2 separate regions of the Zea mays genome follow, and region 2 is linked to region 1. A link is a contact called in public Hi-C data. All regions are on one chromosome and are shown on one strand. Each heading gives the region's core, a stretch centred on a gene start, on an enhancer-like site or on the middle of the called end of the contact. The rest is flanking DNA. Distances are from core to core; before and after follow the strand shown.

Region 1 (3,340 bases), core at 396-2,895:
AGAGGATGTGATAAAAATTCAAGAATGTTTCAAAAAAAGTTGTGAGACAGTATGTGTATAAACCTAAGAGAACTACACATGAAATCATAGAGTTTCAACGTAGTTCTCTTAGGTTTCTACACATACTGCCTCACAACTTTCTCGAAACATTCTCAAATTTTTATCACGACCTCTATATATGATATCATGACATGTGGAAAAAATTCATGATTTTCAGATTTTATTTGTGTTTTATATAATTTTAAAACAGTTGGATGGCAAGTTCACGACCATATGTTTAGTGAGCTTGGTGCTCGAAGTTTCTGGTCCGCTCCTAAAATCGGTCGTAACTTGTGCTAAATAGCATGTATATCATTTTTGCATGCACGGTTTTTTCAAGTTTCGAGTGACTTGCAGCTCAAATCTGAATTATATAAGAAAATTCCATTAACCGAACTAAATCCAATAGTTATAGGAAACACTTTTATAATTGTGCCAAAATGGTACATGTAGGTCTACATAGTGTAGGAACATACCACAAAAAGTTTGGTTGGGAAAAGAAAAAAAAATATACTTTACCGAGTGTTTAAAGATGACACTCGGCAAATAATTCTTTGTCGAGTGTCTGCAGGTTGACACTCGGCCCTCGGCAAAGGTTAACGGCCGTCAACTTTAGACGGCCGCTGACGACCCTTTGCCGAGCGCCACCTTCGCCGAGTGCTTGACTCTCGGTAAAGATATCTTTGCCGAGTGTATTTCTATGCCGAAAGTCCTGCTCTCGGTAAACGCGTTGTTTACCGAGAGGGGGACTTTACCGAGTGCGACACTCGATAAAAGTTTCTTTACCGAGTGCCCGATAAAAAGCATTCGGCAAAGTGCCGAGTACTCGGCAAAGCCATGGATTCGGTAGTGTACAGCGAGCAGAACATCGCATTAAGGATGGCAGTAGAAACCAAGCGCACAACTTTCATTTCCTCTCTTATTTATTCATCACAGTATCAGTAGTGTACTACTGAACTAGCTAGTGTTCTTAGTAATTATTTTTTTTTGACAATTTAATCTTAGATCAGCTGTGTGTGCATTTGACACGGGGACCACGCCGAAACTGTTCCCGGTCGAAGCGCCTGTCCGCCTGTCGCCATGCCCCATGCCATGCAACGGTCGTGCATGCGAGAAGCGAATCAGTGGACGACGGTCGTAGTGTCAGCAAGAGCGAGCAAGCCCACCGGCGTAGCCAGCGGCGCAGGCTAAAGCCGCAGGGCAGGGAGCCAGGGACGAGACGACTAGTACGTAGCAACGAAGCGAGCGCGCGCCCCAAAGAGCAAAGCGGCACGGTGCGTTGGGTACGCAGGGTGTAATTGCGAGGGCTACTCCGCCTAGGACTACACTACTCTACTACGGAGTACTTCTCGTCACGGCTGTACTAGTAGTACACTGTAGCGCACCTGGATTACGGGCTACCCAGGGCTGGACAGGGGGCAGGCAGCAGCTGTATACTAGGTGTCCAACGGAACGGAAACCGAGCGATGATTGCCTTGATTGGGTTCGGGGGCCTTTGACCACCTGCCACTTTTCTGACTTCTGTGTCTCTCTCTCCGATAGGGTAACCGAGGAGGGAGAGAGGGACGCACGGTCCGTTTGTGTCGCCCGCGGCCCAGTAGGCCGTTGGACAGATGGGCTGGTTTGGGAGGGCTGACACCGACGTTACGTAAGTCCAAATATATGGACCTGGGGCCTGGGCCGGGTTTCGACGACAAGATTATTCAGCTTTTGTTTCACGTGCGCACCAAGGACAAGGAGTTCCTTTTGCTTGCCAAGCTAGGCGAGTCAAAAAAAAAAGAAAAAGAAATATAACGAAACGTCCCCATAAAACCGTTTGGTATGTACTAGTCTCTTCAGTGGCGCGGACCCAGAAATCTTAAAGAACATGGACAAAGATAATACTCATACTATTAATATACAAATTTGCCTAATTTTTATCCATGTCATCCTCATTTTTCCAAGAGGTTTCTATTTTTTTAAGGAAAATTAGTTAATTTTTTCTTGCGAAAATAAGAATCCCTTAGAAAAATAGAGTTGTCAAATCAGCCCTAACTATTTTTTACTGTTTGGTGTACCTTTACAAGTTCATTAACACTAAAGGCTAGTTTGGAAACTTCATTTTACCCCCTTTGCTTTTAATGAGGGCGACGAGTTCGCCGCGGATGACTCACCGGACAGTCCGGTGCACCACCGGACGGTCCGGTGAATTATAGTCGTACGCCGCCGTCGAGTCCCGAGAGCGGCCCTTTCACGTGGACCAGTCTGGCGCATCGGACACTGTCCGGTGTGCCACACCGAGCTAAGGATTGGCTGCATAGAGCCAAGCTTTTCCCTTTTTTCTTTCTTCTTCTTTAGTCACTATTTCTAGCACTTGGATAACCATGTTAGTACACAAAACAATTTACCAAGTCTAGAAACATACCTTTTTCCTTGATTTCCACTTCTCTCTTTATTTTGCACATTAGAACTCAACTAAATGTGTTGGACACTTAATCACCAAAACATTATAGAAATTGCCCAAGGACACATTTCCCTTTCAATCTCCCCCTTTTTGGTGATTTATGCCAACACAACCAAAAGCAACCAAAAGAAGTGCAACATCAATGCAATTGAAGACCAAATTGTTTTTTACTATAATTTGGCATATTAGGATCGCTCTTTGCCACCACTTGGTTTTGTTTTTGCAAATCAAATTCATTTTCCTATTTCTAAGTCAAACACACTTGTTTGAGCACATAAAGAGTTATTCCAAGAGTAAAATTGATCAAGTGCCAAAAACTCCTCCTTTTTCCCATAATCAAAATTCTCCCCCACAAGAGACCAAATTTTGCAATAAGAGTATTTTGTATAAATCAAAAATTCAAACTCTATTATTTTTGAAATTAACAAGTGGTAGCTGATCCATTTGCTTTGGCCTTAATTTCCCCCCCTTTGGCATTAAGCACCAAAACAGAATCATTATTGGCCCTTTAACCCCATTGCCTCACCAAAAATGTCAATTAAGAGCAAAAAGGCAATGAGAGCATAAGTATGAACTTGGAGGTGAGTACACTAATACCGGAGTGCAGTGGAAGTCTTTTCATTGTCCAAGTTCACCTTTCCCTTTCAATGCACCTTTGAGACTACATCAAGTATACTCAAACAAACAGATTAGTATCAAAGGGTCAAGTTGTAGCACATCTCCCCCTAAATATGTGCATCATTCACACATGGACTTGTGAGGTCCGGGGATCCCTTGCACAACTTGAGCACCATAAATAAGTAACAATTCATATAAATGCATGAAGTAACATGATCAAAGGCATAGAACACATGTATG
Region 2 (3,340 bases), core at 247-2,746, 410 kb before region 1:
CATATTTCGAAAGGAGGAGAGGAGGCCGGTAAAATGAAACGGACTAATCGTTATCCATGTATCCATTGATGATTGATGAATGTCATTCTTCATTTACAAGCATAATCATTCAGACATCTTCGAGCGAGGTTATTACGACTTTTAAATCAAGTAACAGTTCCAACAAGAAGCATACAATATAAGTAAATGTGAACCATGAGCACACAGAAAAATAAAAGACATTAACCATCACAAACATAAATTTTGGAATTATAAATTATGCCTCTGATAGCTCTCGCGACGGCATGAGGACAACCACAAGCACAAATTCTGTCAAATTAAGGTCCGATCCGTTTTGGTAGTTATATTGTAAACTATTTACATGATCGAGCTCCTATACAACCTCCCATGAAATTACAATTTTTTACCCCTCTCGCTTATGTAGTAGAGCTCCATACTTGGAGATGTGAATTTATGACATTTTCATCATACAGGCCTGCATGCACATCTTTTCTTAGCTGAGGCTCCTTTTAGGCATCACTTGTAGAGGAAGGTTTTCGCCGTCGCAGCCGAATCTTTGCTTCTATCACCTTCAGCACCATGTACTTTTGATTCAACTATGGATAGTCAAAGTAGTCCGATGAGGATTCAATGAACAAAGATCGAAGCTCTTCAATCGCTTTTATATCCTTGGCCTGAAACCATAGCTAGAGACTTGGCGTGTTTGGTTGTATGTCTAAGGTGTGCCACAGATTGCTATATATTTTTTGTTCCACATTTGCCTAAGGTTAGGCGCACAAATTGTCGACCACATCTTGGCAATGTCAAAGGAAATCTTGCCACATTTTTACAAGTCATTGACCGGTGGAATTTATGCAAAAGGTGAAAAACCTTGCCACAACTATGGTTATAAGCCAAACACACAACAACTAAGCTAGTCAAACATGACTAACCTTAGCTCCACAAACTCTATCATAGATTAGCTAAAAAAAACTAAAAGTTTGGATGCTCTCTCTTGACTCTACTCTTTTTTAAAGCAGACTTACGTGGAGCTGAGCCTATTTGGTTAAAAAAACGTGAAGGGGGAGAGCCATCTGAAACATAACATCCTTAGAGTATTTCTTCTGTTGACTTGACGCCTACCGACAACTCCGAGGACAGGACCGGCATATTATCTAGCGAATCTATCTCTTAAAGCTCTTTTGGTAAAAGGCTAAAAGTGTCGTTTGGGAATAAACATGGCAATCACTTTATGTCATTGGCACCACCGTCCCCTGTCAACATCAAAAGCATGTATACTGCCTATTAGCATATAGCAAGCAATGCCTTCGGTGGGGGTGACCCTGATCCCTGATCCATGCCATGCCACACCCATGCTCTACCATGCAGATCTATTGGAAAGGCGGCCATCCATGCATGTGACACAAAAGCGGTTGCTAGCTACACTACTGTATTACCTATAGCTTGGATTTCGTGTTCAGATAGGATGGAACGGGAAAGCCTGGTCGTGTCCTGCCCACGTGCTTCCTTCTGATTGGACGGGAGGAGGAGCTAGGAGATGGCTTTGCCTATGGGCTGGACGGAACGCATGGGAATGAGATTATATTCTTTGCTTGCTGCGTTCCTCCTACCTAACTAGCTAGCCTAGGAGTACTCCGTAGCTAGCAGCAGCAGCGCGCGGCAGCACAGAAAGAACAACAGCAGCGGCTAGCCACAAGCTCTTTCCATCGCACCTCTCCTGCTCCCGGCCCCATCATCGAAAAAGATTACTACCAAATTGATGAAAGGCTGGCTGAAAAGACTAGGGCAATGGGAGTTTAAATTCCTCCAACCTCCCCATCTAGTCTTGCTTCACCTTTACTAGCAAACTCCCACGGCCCCACTCATCCACCTGTGTGCTGGCCCATTGTGGATGGATACCATGCATGTGTTTGGCTGGATCCTTTGTGCATCATGCATGTGTGATATGATCCGATCAGTCACTAGCTAGGTGATAGCTTTCAGGGTGTGATAAGGTGTAGTGTAGTGTAGCTACCATGTTGTCTATATAACCAATTAAAAATACTCCGAACAACCTCCTGGTTATTGCACAAATAATGTGTACCAGAGTAATATGTATGGGCCTAGCATGCGGTGGCTACGAAACTCCCGAAAACATATTCTTTTATCCCTTACTCAAATTTTGTACATATCATAGGATTATACATACAAAACAACAGCACAACAAGACCCAAATTTGAGACGCACGGAGGGAGAGATCATTGTTCATTGACTAGGACTATTAGCAACTCAAAACGAGACTACTATACGACTATAGAATGCTCATCACAGGTAGCATCCGGTTTTAATCTGGCAATGATAAAGGTTTTCAGAATAAAAAAAATCCAGTTGAGCCCAAAGGAGGCCCAACGAAACCCATCCTAGTCATAAAGAGAGTTCCATTAATGAGTGCTTTAAAAATTTGAATTTCATGCGAAGCACTTTATTCCATTAAGAGCTTGGGATCATTCTCTTTATGTCTAGGCAATCGTAAAAACGATATACCAAACGACAGACTAAATGATAGAAATAACACTATGGCATGAATAGAATGTGGATTGCAACAACAGACGAATTAAAGCATACACAATCTATAATAAGATGGATCTTTCCAAAAGAAGGCAAAACATTTAAAGAACATTCTCAACTGCTTCAAATTTTCCTATGTGACTACTCAAGACACAAGGGTTATACCAATTGAAAGAAATGAACACTTAAGATTATATGTTACCGTCCTTTAGAATTTAGCATTTTGTAGGTTTTGATCTTAATTCACCATTATTGAGATCTTTGATCCTACAACACAACTTAACTCAAGATGAATATGAAGTTCATGATATGACAATTCATCTTTGTGTCAATCATAAGTAATAGACAATTGTAAGATTAATAACTTGAGTTTAGAATTTGATTTAACTGCTCAAGCATCCCAAAGCCTTCGATTCATCTCCATGTTCCTGTTAAGACTAGTTTGCACATTTTGGTACCCATCTTGAGATGGGTCCATCAAGATTAGCCAATAAGGCTTTGGATACCCAAATAACATTTGTGCTAAACTTGGCTGAACTAATAACCGTTCTAGCACAAGTGTAATATTTGGATTTCCTAAGCGAATAAGAATGAATGAACTTGCTAGGCTTAGGAATTTTACCCTTAGTACAAACCTTTTTAAGATGACCTAGTTCATGGCAATTGTAGAAAATGCAATGTTCAGTCTTGTGCAGCATTTGCTTCTTGTTGCTCTTCCTTGTGCGCGATGATCATCTTTAGTGATACATGGATCTTATTCTCCATGTGAGGACATGAAGCAATCGTGTAGCCC

The links. A called contact is a pair of places that touch in the nucleus more often than the background predicts.
Region 2: a contact with region 1 is called in a Hi-C map of tassel, with 3 times the contacts expected there. The contact joins two enhancer-like sites. A contact is called at or near these places in 2 of 25 Hi-C or Micro-C datasets (ear and tassel).

What each region holds. Positions count from the first base shown.
Region 1 is chr7:111,740,861-111,744,200 of Zm-B73-REFERENCE-NAM-5.0, reverse strand. No RefSeq gene overlaps it. Among protein-coding and RNA genes, the nearest start is that of LOC118472958, 47 kb to the left of the region's middle. Within about 2 kb of position 1,645, at least 17 of the 20 cell types and tissues checked have an H3K27ac peak or open chromatin away from gene starts, as enhancers often do. A contact at or near this core is called in ear and tassel, where this site is marked.
Region 2 is chr7:112,148,372-112,151,711 of Zm-B73-REFERENCE-NAM-5.0, reverse strand. No RefSeq gene overlaps it. Among protein-coding and RNA genes, the nearest start is that of LOC103632712, 100 kb to the left of the region's middle. Within about 2 kb of position 1,496, at least 15 of the 20 cell types and tissues checked have an H3K27ac peak or open chromatin away from gene starts, as enhancers often do. A contact at or near this core is called in ear and tassel, where this site is marked.